Linked DNA regions of Mus musculus: regions 1 and 2 are each linked to region 3. Evidence: chromatin contacts called from public Hi-C and HiCAR-type data. All regions are on one chromosome and are shown on one strand. The core of a region is the stretch at or near the end of the contact, and the rest is flanking DNA. Distances in the headings are between cores, read along the strand shown. Region 1 has its middle 7.4 kb from the start of Ifna15. Region 2 holds the start of Dmrta1 (doublesex and mab-3 related transcription factor like family A1). Region 3 holds the start of Mtap (methylthioadenosine phosphorylase).

Region 1 (3,892 bases), core at 1,129-3,628, 590 kb after region 3:
GTTCTACCTCAAGACTCAGCTACACCACTCCTGGCACATACCCAAAAGATGTTCCAACATCCCACAAAGACTATGCTCATAGCAGCTTTGTTCATAATATCCAGAAACTAGAAACAACCTAGATGTCCCTCAACTGAAGAATGGATAAAGAAAATGTGGTACAACTACGCAATGAAATAGAGACATCAAGAATTTTGCAGGCAAATAGATGGATCTTGAGTATATCATCCTGAGTGAAGATACCCAGTCCCAAAAGGATATGCATGGTATGTATTTATGAATAAGTGGGTATTAGCCATAAAATACAGGATGCCCATACCATACTCTACAGACCCAAAGAGGCTGGACAGTAAGGAGGGCACAAGCAAGGGTGCTTGAGTCTCACTTGGAAGGGAGATGGAGTGATCATGGAAGGCAGATGGAGGGAGAGACCTGGGTGGGAGAGGGGATCTGGGGAAGTGGCTCCTAGAGAAGAATGTGGATTAATGTCTCCAGAAGGTTCTTTTTCTGTCTTTAGATACGTTTTCTGAAAACAAATACCAGGCATATTAGTACGAATCCACAAACGTTTAAAGCATTGTATTTAAATAATTATTTAATTTCCAAAGTATAGTTAACCTGTTGATATGCTAATTAATATTACTCTACAATAAGCTTCAATAAGTATTTGCTTTTCAAATTCAGTTCTGTTTTTAAACATTACTGTTAGGCTCCTCATGAATCATTACAGACTTTGTGTTGGTCTTTTGCATAATTTATTCATGACTAATTTCTAATCCTTGCTATATACATTTTCTAAAAACTAGTGGTGTTTTGACTGATGTCTGGGCTGGTGTCGTTGTTCTTGCTGTTCTTGTTTTGTTTTGTTTTGTTTTTACTTTACCTGTGTACCAAGAGCTGTGTGGTTCTTAGTTCTGAGTTTGTTTCTTCTTTTGATGATGGAATGTTTATATCAGAGGACTAAGCCTCTCCCTAACCTTATTTCTTTCTGACTTGAAGTACATTCAGTACAAATGTTTCAACATTCAATCTTGTATTCTACCAGGGTTTTCCATCTAGGATAGTAAAACGTACATTGCTTTCTGTTAGTGTCCGCCATTCCTGGAATATTTGATTTTATTTCCCCCCATGTCTATCCTCTGGTACATCTTGCCTGCTGATAATACAGTATTTTCCACATTATCTCATTTATTAGTGTGGTTAGTAAACATGTTCTCTGTTCACTTATTGCTCATCACCGAAAGTGTCTAATAATTCCTATGGGTTCTCTAAGAAATCATGCTGATCAGGTTGTGAGGATCAAGTCAGAAAGGAACGCTCCACCGTGGACTGCATTAGTCTCTGCCTCCAGATTCCTGCTTCTCTGAGTTCCTGCCTTCGCTCCCCTCAACAGATTCAGGATGCAGTAGCCAGATAAAGCCTTTCCTCCCCAAGTTCGTTTTGGTCACAGTGTTTCATCATAGCAATGGTAACCTGAACTAAGACACCGTGTTTTAACACTGTGACTTTAGAACTGGTGTGCAGTGGAGAGCTTTAGTTAATCATTCAATAGTACTAATTGCACCTGGCGAATTTTAAGATAAATCAAGGAGTAAGATATATGGTCAAATGGATGAAAAAAAAAAATAAGAAAGAATCTTCCTCACAGAATAAAGAACAAAACAGCATATTAAGCAGAGAAATACTATTATGCACGCTATATAACAGCAACCATTGATAAAGAAGACTGTCAAGAGAAATAACTTAATAACCATATACACTCAGACTTAAAGTAATTGGTAACAGAAACCCAGGCAGGCTATGCCAGCACATGCCTTATTCCCAGCGCCCGGGAGAGACTATAGCGTTCAAGGCCAATCAAGGCACATAGGATGATCTTGTGGCAGTCAACGTGCCTTCTACTGAGTTTTTCAGACCTCCAGAACAGTGCTTATTGATGGAGCATTGCCGTCCGTTCTTGTCCAAAAGAGAAATTCCGTAGACCTTTGGGACAAGTCCTGGAAAAGGTCAAACTTCCTCTGTCACAGGAGCAGCTGGGAGCCGCACTGCAGGGCTGCTATCCCTCCCATTTGAGCCCCTCCAGCTTCGCAGAATCCATTTCAGAATCCAGCCAAAGCCACAGTAATTCTCCTGCCTCCACTCTCTGCTTGTCCCGCAGGTGGCAGGTGTTTCTCTTCTCTTTGTAGTTTTAGTTTTCTGTCTCTATGAAGAATGAAAAGCAAAAGTTCTTAATAAAACAAAAAAACAAAAACAAAAAACTGCTCTACACAGTTTTGAATTTGTGTCTCGAGGAATATTTTGGGGGTGGAGTTGAATGCCCAGTCAGAGTGACGTGAAGATCCGAAAGTGAAAGGAATCGTTGGGTTTGCATCCTTGAGCAGTGAATGGGAGCGCGCCCCCTGCTGACTGCGCGTCACCTGACTGAGCCTACGTCCTAGGAGCCAGAGCTTGCTTGAGTGTCAGTCCATAAGTCAAATCAGATACTGGTTGGTTACTCTCACAAGCTCCGTGCCACCATTGTACTAACAGAGCTTGCTGGCGGACACCATAGATCAAAGGAGTTGTAGCTGGGTTGGTGTTTTACTGTTTTCCTTTGCGCATACATAATACTTTCCTGTACCAAAGATGCTAGCACATATGGGTGGAGATGTCCATTTGGGGCCCCGTTTCCCCCATTATTTGGCGATTTCATTTAGGTTGCCTTCATATATGTAAATATTTTAGGAAGCTTCTACTATATTGCCCCCATACTATCAAATGGGCCTTAATTTAGCTGTCTTCTCCCCATCTCCCGTCACTCATTCCCCTATTTACCCTTCCCCAACTTGATCCTTCCATTCTACACACACACACACACACACACACACACACACACACACACCACCATTCACCATTCATCCATAGCTCTCTATTCTATTCCCCTTTCCAAGGAGATCTATGTTTCCCCAATCCCTTGCTGCATACCTATTCTTGCAGTTCTACTGGTTATAATAGCTTGGTTAATATTATTTTAACAGCTAATATCTACATACAAGTATATATTTGTCTTTCTGCCTGAGTTACCTCACTTTAAATAACTTTTCTTTAGCCCCATCAGTATACACGCAAATTTTATGATTTTACTTTTAATGCTAAGTAAAATAATCCGTTGTGTAAGAGTAGCAGAAAATTGGCATATCTCGTTTTGCATTCTTTTAATTCCCCCCCTTTTTAACAATAAATTATTTATTTTTAGACAGAATGGCTGGTACACAGGTGTTCATTACATTGTCATGTGAATACATTCTCATTATTTTTTTAAAAAAGCATTTCAAGTGCATATTACATTTTTTACATCAGTGGATTGAAATTCTTAAATTTTAAATAATTCTTCAAATAGCCAATTTTTAGAGATACCAGCTATTGAAGTTCAGTTAATGGATTTAGTAATTCTTTCTTTTAACAGTGCGGGCTTCCTTTGTGGTTGGTGACAATCTTCCTAGTGAGGCTTTGTGGTATTTTCCTTTCTCCTTGTATCTCTCTTACTGATTTATCTTTCTTCCTGGTTAGCCCAAGGCTTACATAAAATATCTAATAGTTAGGATATGCTCACTTCATGTAACAGATGCTTAATTTCAATTGCCTTTAACGAGGCCCTGCTTTCGCATCAAGCCCTAAACTATGCTCTTGACATCATATTTTACTTCTGTTTATACTGTGTGTGTCAACTGACTAATGATTATAGCCATAGTTGTTTTTACTAACTTCCCTTCTACCATTTTAACTAGCATTCAAAGTGGTGACTTTACGCTCTAACTTATGGTATCCGAGTACCTTGACCATGGATATGTATTTATATTACCTTTACTGTTAAGTTTTAAATGTTCATATGTTGCTACATCTCAACTTGAAA
Region 2 (4,020 bases), core at 1,296-3,795, 550 kb before region 3:
TATTTGATAAAAAAGAAAATTTGTGACAATTGTAAGATTGTACGTTGGTGTTTTCAACATCAAGTAATAATAAAACTTGTCAAACAATATTTGCCACTTGGAAACCAATTTCCATTCCTCTTTTGTTCCACTTGCTTCTACAGCAATTCACTGAGTATTGCTCCTGAAACATAGGAAATATCAAAATTAAATCTCTGTTATTTTGTCTAAAGAACAATGTATTACTTGTAGGTTGGACTCCCAGGACAAATATCTCTAAAGAAATACTGGTTGCAAGCTGTGCTTGGGGCTTCTGACTGTGACTCCAGTGTTCAGGAAGCTGTGGCAAATATTTGTTATAATTCCCTTCATCTCTGTCCTCTCTAGTTCTAGGGACTGTTTTATTCACTATTGTAGTGTACTGATAGCCTTCCTTTTTTTGAACATAAGCTTCTTTTATATAGGCAAATGTAATTTGCCTCTGAATCACTGTAGGTCTTTGTCTTGTAAATGAATAAGTTCAGTACAATATCTTACTATAGTTTATTCATATTGTGTAAGAGGGGGGTGGTCAATTTAGAAAGCCATTGAAGAAGTCTTTAAAATATGAACTTCTTTTTTTATAGGCCAGTCATTGTGACACAATAATCTAATACAATCATTAGGCCTGCAAAATGTACACTTTAGTACAAAACGTTTACATAAATCCATACCATCAGCCAAATCTCATTAGCAGTGTAGCTGAAGGAATGTTACCATCTCTCAACAGTCTCTATCTTCCATGAGAAACACTTAAAGTTCATTGGTCTAGTGAAATAAACTAGAGCATGTGTCCAAACTTGACGTAAGTGAATGTAAATTTTCAATGCAGAGATGGGCTTCTTTTGAAACTACACCCTCTTTTGCTAAGATCTGCAGTTTTGACAACCAAGCAAAGTTTCTAATTAATAGCTTACCACCGGTTATCGCATAACTTCATGTGATACAACCTGTTTAGGATTTTAACTAAATGATTTAAAGGAAATTCCCATTTAACAGCGGCCCTATGCAGGGATGAAAATTTCATGACAACATAGTGATATTGATATTACAGGAAAAGTTAATTTGGAGGTCATATTAGTTGTAAATCTAAACAAGAGATACTGGCCATGACTTTGTGGCCGGAAACTGCAAGGATAGACGAATACTCTGCTGAGATCTCTCCAGCTACAAAGTGACACTCTTGTCAATGGTTTCATTATCGACAGGGAAGGCCCAAACTTATTTCCAATGAGAACTAAATATAAGTCCCTAAAGTTTTCCTCTCCTTTGGGAATGGTGCTTAAAGAATTAAAATGGAGCAGGAAAGAAAAAGGTGAGAAATTTCAGTTTCTTAAGTGCTAACTGATGACAAAACACTGTCCCCAAATCAAAGATCGTCACAATAACCATAGTCAGCCGGTTTCCTGTGCAAGAACACTGTGGCTTTGCAACTGGAAAGAGTGTCAGCACACCCGCTAAAGTTTTCTCTTACAGCCTGCTTAAGTTCCGGCCACACAAAGACAAAGCCGACTGCGCCTAAATCCACTCCAGGTGCGAGCCGGCGGCTGTGATCCCATACACTTCACTGTTTTCATTGTCTTTAGACGCGGGATGAGCTCTTCCAGTGAAAACCTATTAACTATCCCCATCCCAGCCATCAACAGGGTAGATCTACATTACTGAACTTCAGCACTTCTTTCAAACAACTCTTTCTGTCCACTCTTAAGGAGCTGCTGCTCGTTTCTACACATTCTTGCAGAACAATCATTTTCTCTCATGAAAAGCAAACCAAAGAGGACTCACCCTGCTTTCTGTCAGCATAATCTTGCTGGAAAACCTCGAAAGTTGGGACTGACCGGCTCCCAGGGTGTCTAGAGGCACCCGCTCCCAGAACAGCTACAGCCATGGGGTTATTCAAGACCTGGGGACTCTCGGTCCTGCCGCTGCCCCCGGAAGCCTGAGCCCCGGACCCCGACGACCCCTGGTACAGAAGCCTGTGCAGCCCGCGGGCCTCGCTCTCCTCCTGCGCCTGCTGCCTGCGCAGGGCCACCTGCGCGGCCATGACACGCTGCCGCTCGGCGATCAGGGTGCACTTGGCACACGCGCAGTCCCGCCAGCGGCAGAAGCGCTTGTGGCCCTTGAGCGCTGACACCACGCCATGGTTGCGACAGCGCGCGCACTTCGGGGTCCGCGGGTAGCCGCAGCCTACCGCCCCCAACGCCCTATCCAGCCCAGGGCCCGGAGCGCATCCTGCGCGACCGGAGCTTGCGGTCGATCGCAGAAAAAGGCCAGGCGGCCGCAGGAAAGTCGCGGACACCGGAATCCCCGACGACACCGACCGCGCGGCCGAAGCGGGCGCAGCAGCCCGCCCTGGGGCCAGATGGGGTCGGCAGCCGCCGCTGCGGTCTCTACGACCGTGAGGTAATCGCTCCATTCTGAGAAGGCGCCTCTGAGGAGTAGAAACCAGCAAGTGCGCTGTCCAGAGCTACCCTGTGGGGATACCGGCTGAGGACCCGCCTAGGTCCCGCTGTCCCGCTCCGCGCACTAACTAGAGTTTGCTGTCCTGTCCCAGAGCAAGAAACCGCCGGGTCTAAGAGCTCCAGAACCTGACCGACGGCGCAGCCAGCCAGTGAGCCTCTGAGTCTAGACAGCTGGGGCAGTGTCCTGAGCTCTGCCAGTCTCCTGAGCCTAGAAGGGCCAGGCTGGAGGGCCACCCCGCCCACTGGGTAGGCTGGCCAAGGAAGGAGGCCAGGGGAGGACCTAGGGCGGAGAGTGGGACTTTCTGGGAGGTGGCCTGTGGGATAGGTTAGAAAGTGTCCAGATCAGACTGAAAGGTCCATTAAGAAAAAAGAAACTTTTATGTATTTTGGATATTCACTCTGTCAGATGCAGGGTTAGTGAAGGCTGTTTCACAATCTGTGGGCTGTCATTTTGTCCTAATGACAGTGTCCTTTGATTTACAGAAGCTTTTCATTTTCATAAGGCCCCATTTATTAGTTGTTTACGTTAGTGACTGAGTCATTGGTGTTTTGTTCAGGAAAATGTCTCCTGTACCGACGAGTTCAAGGCTATTCCCATTTTCTGTTCTATTAGATTTAGTGTATCTGGTAATATACAAAATATATACAGAACTCAAGAAGGTAGGCACCAACAATCCAAATAACCCAATCTAAAAATGGGGTACAGAGCTAAACAGGGAATTCTCAACAGAGGAAACTTGAATGGTTGAGAAGCAGGTAAAGAAATATGCAGATCACCAGGGATCACGAATCAAAACAACTCTGAGATTCCACCTTGCACTCATCACACTGGGTAAGATCAAAAACCCAAAGGACAGCACATGCTGGCAAGATTGTGGAGCAAGGGGAACACTCACTCCTACACTGCTGGTGGGAGTGCAAATGTGTACACAGGAAATCAATTTGGCTGTTTCTCAGAAAAGTGGGAATGGCTCTACCTCAAGACCCAACTATACCACTCCTGGGTATATCCCCAAAAGATGTTCCACCCCACCCCACCCACAAGGACATCTGCTCAACTATGTTCATAGCAGCTCTGTTACTAATATCTGGAAACAACCTAGATGTCCCTCAAAGGAAGAATGGATAAAGAAAATGTGGCTCATTTACACACTGGCATTAAATACAAGAACATCATAAATTTCTCAGGGAAATGAATAGAACTAGAAAATATCCTGAGTGAGATAACCCACACCCAAAAGGACATGCGTGGTATGTACTCACTTATAAGTGGATATTAGCCATAAAGTACAGGATAACCACACTATAATCAGCAGACCCAACGAAGCCAAATAACAAGGAGGTCCCAAGGGAGGATGAATCTTTCTCAGAAAAGGATCAAAACAGATATCAGAGGTTGATGGAAGGAGGGAACTGGGTGGAAGAGGTGATGGGAAGTGGAAGGGGGCAGGGAGGGAGATCATATGTAGGGAGAACAGATAGAGAAAGAAGATGAATAGCGGCAGGGGTGTGTGTGTAATCTCCTGGACTCTAGAACATG
Region 3 (3,843 bases), core at 1,141-3,640:
AGAAACGGATGGAATGGTGCATGCCAAAAGCCACCTGCTGGACACAAACGTGCCTCCTATACAGTGGTTTTCCGCAGAGGCGGCCTGCGTATGCACGCAGCCCCAGCTCTCTATTTCCTCCCCACTCAGAGGAAAGCAAATGAAACTATTGTTTAAGGACCAAGAAATATCTCACATCTACTTGCTGGGAGTGCCAGGCTGTAAGTCTGTCATTATCTAGGAACCTGTACGAGACACGTTAGCTGATCTGTCAGCTTCACATCTGTAAGAAAGAATCGTTATGTTCTTATGATCTCAAATGAACAATCCATCCATGCTACCTGATGTCCAGATAAAATACAGTGTGTGTGTGTGTGTGTGTGTGTGTGTGTGTGTGTGTGTGTGTGAGAAAGGCATTCTCGGCTGGCTAGTGTTAACCCCGAGTTTCCCTGTGTCTGCCTCTCTATTGGCAGGACTATGGATGCTGGTGTCTGCCACCAGCTCCCCAGCAAGGGTGCTGAGGGTCCAAATTCATGTTCTCACACTTGGGCAGCAAGCACTCCAGAGACGGAGCCACTTCACTCTCGCGCTAAGATATCGTTTTTATAGGTTATTTTGCTCTGGATAGGGACCCTTCCTGTTTTCTATGTGGGGTGCTGCCTTAGCAGTTTGTGGAATATGGTGTTGGCATCATGATTTTTTATTAGCAATGTTCTCACCTGTTGCAATCTCAAGAAGAGAACTCAGCAGGTATTCCGAGCACCATTTATATCTCTAAGTTTTATTTCAAAAGCTTGCCAAGATAAAAAAAATACATATCATTCAATATTTACATAGCTCTTTCTGCTCTTAAGTGGACCACATTCATTTTGCAGGGAAACTGTGTGTTGGGCAGAAGGCTAACCAGATTAAAGCAAATTCTTTCTGTTGAGATATGCTGGTCCTTGCACAGATAGTATTATCCTGACTGGACTGATTAAGTGTGAAGTTCTAGCTATTTGGTTTTACTCACATTGTGGGACAGAGATGACAAATAGATCTATCTTCAAATCACAGGCCTCTACCTCAGTGAAATTTCCAGCCCACAATATGTTAAAATCTCCACTTTATAAATAAGTACCTACTGTACCTTGCACATGAAGACCCTTTCTGCCCCGTTCCTGCTGACTGGAACCATGGCTTTCTATAAATGTAAATAATCCTTTTCAAAATGGAGAAAAGAAAAAGTTGGCCCCTATGACCGAATGCAGCAACCTCACCCTGAGTGGTTCATGAAGCCCTGCAGGGCCCCAGTATACAATGCCCTGGCACGCTGAAGGCTAAATGCAGAGATGGGCCTCTTGCAAGGGCATCAAACGGCACTGCAGGCAATCAAAAGGATGCCTGAAGAAAACTGTGCACTTCCTGTAGCATGGGTCAGAAATTCCTAAACTGAATCAAATTAACTGCGTTCTTGGCTAATAATAAACAGCCTAGAAAGGACTTAAACACCAGTGTTTCCTGGGCTCCGTTATTCCACTCTCTACCCATCAATCAGGATGTGTTTAAAACTCCCCAAGGGAGGCTCACTCCAACTCTCAGAACTCATGCTCTCATCTGGCCAGCTGTTCCCGGCGCACAAGAGTCCCTTGTGTCCAGATCTCTGGGGACCTAAGGCCTAAGAAAATAACTCTAACTTTCAAGGTTGGAAAGCGGTTTATAAGACAGAGGCCTCCAGTCTGAGAGCGGTCCGCGCTCTGTTTCAGTATTTAAAAAGTCTCAGAGCTCCCTCAGCTCTGCGCTGCCGAGGTAAAACAAAGCAAAAGGAAATCTAAGTTTGGAGGGGGAAATGAAGCCGAAGCATGCAAAAGAGCAAGTGCCAGCTCTCCCACGTGGGCCTAGTCAAAGTAGCGGAAGCTTAAGTCCCGTAAGACTAGAGGGACCGACGCAGCAGCCGCAGGAGCTGAGCCACGCGCCAGCTCCCGCCTGGGGGGGAGTGGTACTAAAAGAGGGTGGCAGCGGGGCGCAGTCCCCTCCATCATCCCGCTCCCCCTTCTATTACCCCACTCCCCATCAGAGCCCCGGTTACCACCGCTCGGGCCCGGAATGCAGATGAGTTCAAAGGCTGGGGACATCGGGGTGGCGCTGGGTGCCGCGCGCCCTGTCCCCTCCCTGCTGAGCGGTGGGTGGGGGGCGCTCCGGCTGGGGACACAGCCTGGAGGCTCGAGAAGGAACCCTGCAGGGCTGGCCCATTCACAGCTTGTAGGGTGATCTCACCTTCACCGCCGTGCAGGCGGAGCCCGAGGCCATGTCTGCACCAGGGAAGTCCACAGCGGGCCGCAGCGTGGGACCGGGAGGAGACTGCGGGGCCGGCGTGGCGCGGGAGTGAGCAGTGCGGGGACCCACGGGCTCTGGCTCCTCCTCTTCCTCCCGGGGAGCGCGGGATTGGCTGTTCTCCTCCACCCTCCTCCTCAAATCAGGTTCCCGCCTCCCGTCCCTCTTGCAGAGTTTTCGGCTTCTCGGGGCTTCTGTTGTTACTGTGCAGCCTGATGGCGAGTCTATGATCAAGATAGAAAAGCCACTTAGGATGTGCTTGTCACTTTGTCTTTTAACTGTTTCACAAGAACATGGTGAGGTAGCGCATTACTGCCAGTTCTGCGGCGACTTGGCTGCCCCGGTGGCCAGGGCTGTAAAATCAGGGCCTGCCGCATTCCTGGGCTTTGGGGAGGGCGGAGGGAAACTGAAGAGTGCTAGCTTGAGATTCCCGCCCCCCACAGCTCTGATTTACAAACTGGTTTATTTAGCTTCTGTTTGGCGGGGAGCTTTTAAGGAGGCAGGACCCTCCCCAACACCCAGCCTGATGCTACCAGCAAGGGGCATTTTTAAAATTCCTTTATACAATGGCTAGTGATGCAGATTTGTAATCCCACTCACTCATGAAGTCTGGTCAGCAAGCAGTATGGCAAGTTCAAAGTCTTACTTGGTTACAGAGTGAGTTCAAGACCATCTTGAGCAATATTAAGAGTCTATCTCAAAAATAAACAGAGGGCTTGGTATTTAGCTCAGCACTAAAGTGTTTATCTAGCATCCAAGGAGACACTAGCTTCAATCCTCACTCCAATAAAATAAGCAAAAATTAAAACAAAACTTTCTATGCCAGGGCAGCATACGGTACAGCAGGATTCAGGTCAGGACCTGTGTCTCTGTGATGCAATACCAGCAAGACCCACTCTGACCCCAGCGACCTTTCCCCTGGATACTCTCTCTGAGAGGCCCTATCCCTTCTCTACTAGGACAATTCATTATAGCCTTTGATGGTACAAGCTGCGCCAAACAAAATGCTGGGCAGCAGCTATCTTTTTTTTTTTCTTAGTTTATTTCATTATTTATATGTATGCACACACAAATACCTGCAGGTGTGTTTGTGTTTGTGTGTGTGTGTGTGTGTGTGTGTGTTTGTCCAGAACCCAGCCTGAAGCTGGAGTAACAGGCAACTGTGAACTGCCTGATATAGATTCTGGAAACCGAATTTACCTCTACAAGTGCTCTTAACCCCTGAGCCATCTCTCCAACCCTGGGTGACAGCTATCATTTTTTAAGGTTTATTTATTACTATATCTAAGTACACTGTAGCTGTCGTCAGATGCACTAGAAGAGGGCATCAGATCTCATTACGGATGGTTGTAAGCCACCATGTGGTTGCTGGGATTTGAACTCAGGACCTTTGGAAGAGCAGACAGTACTCTTAACAGCTGAGCCATCTCGCCAGCCCTGGGTGACAGCTATCTTAAGGGTGGTCCCCCGAGATATAGAAAAAGCTACAAATTTCTCTGTGGTTGGGAAGGAGCCAAGGAAGGAGATTCTGTTTTCTTCTTCTCAGCAGTG

Evidence for each region. A called contact is a pair of places that touch in the nucleus more often than the background predicts. HiCAR-type assays count read pairs that join an accessible place to other places.
Region 1: a Hi-C map of CD8 T cells shows a contact between it and region 3, with 2.9 times the contacts expected there. The contact joins the enhancer-like site here to the promoter of Mtap in region 3. A contact is called at or near these places in 5 of 484 Hi-C or Micro-C datasets (CD4 T cells, CD8 T cells, Th1 cells and 1 more) and 1 of 9 other capture datasets (liver).
Region 2: a HiCAR-type map of astrocytes shows a contact between it and region 3, with 4 times the contacts expected there. The contact joins the promoter of Dmrta1 here to the promoter of Mtap in region 3. A contact is called at or near these places in 13 of 39 promoter capture datasets (the 3T3-L1 cell line, 3T3-L1-derived adipocytes, the C10 cell line and 8 more), 3 of 15 datasets of contacts at CTCF or cohesin (embryonic stem cells, large pre-B cells and pro-B cells), 63 of 484 Hi-C or Micro-C datasets (3T3-L1-derived adipocytes, B cells, the Ba/F3 cell line and 38 more), 17 of 115 datasets of contacts at active chromatin or transcription factors (the 230-238 cell line, the NIH/3T3 cell line, astrocytes and 11 more) and 2 of 9 other capture datasets (adipose tissue and embryonic stem cells).

The regions. Positions count from the first base shown.
Region 1 is chr4:88,548,872-88,552,763 of GRCm38.p6, reverse strand. No RefSeq gene overlaps it. Among named protein-coding and RNA genes, the nearest start is that of Ifna15, 7.4 kb to the left of the region's middle. Within about 2 kb of position 2,378, at least 74 of the 459 cell types and tissues checked have an H3K27ac peak or open chromatin away from gene starts, as enhancers often do. A contact at or near this core is called in CD8 T cells, Th1 cells, liver and 1 more, where this site is marked.
Region 2 is chr4:89,686,723-89,690,742 of GRCm38.p6, reverse strand. It overlaps Dmrta1 (doublesex and mab-3 related transcription factor like family A1), which reads right to left and starts at 2,545. Exons shown (of 2, transcript NM_175647.3): 1 at 1,804-2,545. The coding sequence starts at 2,434.
Region 3 is chr4:89,135,917-89,139,759 of GRCm38.p6, reverse strand. Mtap (methylthioadenosine phosphorylase) reads right to left here and starts at 2,390. Exons shown (of 8, transcript NM_024433.2): 1 at 2,236-2,390. The coding sequence starts at 2,268.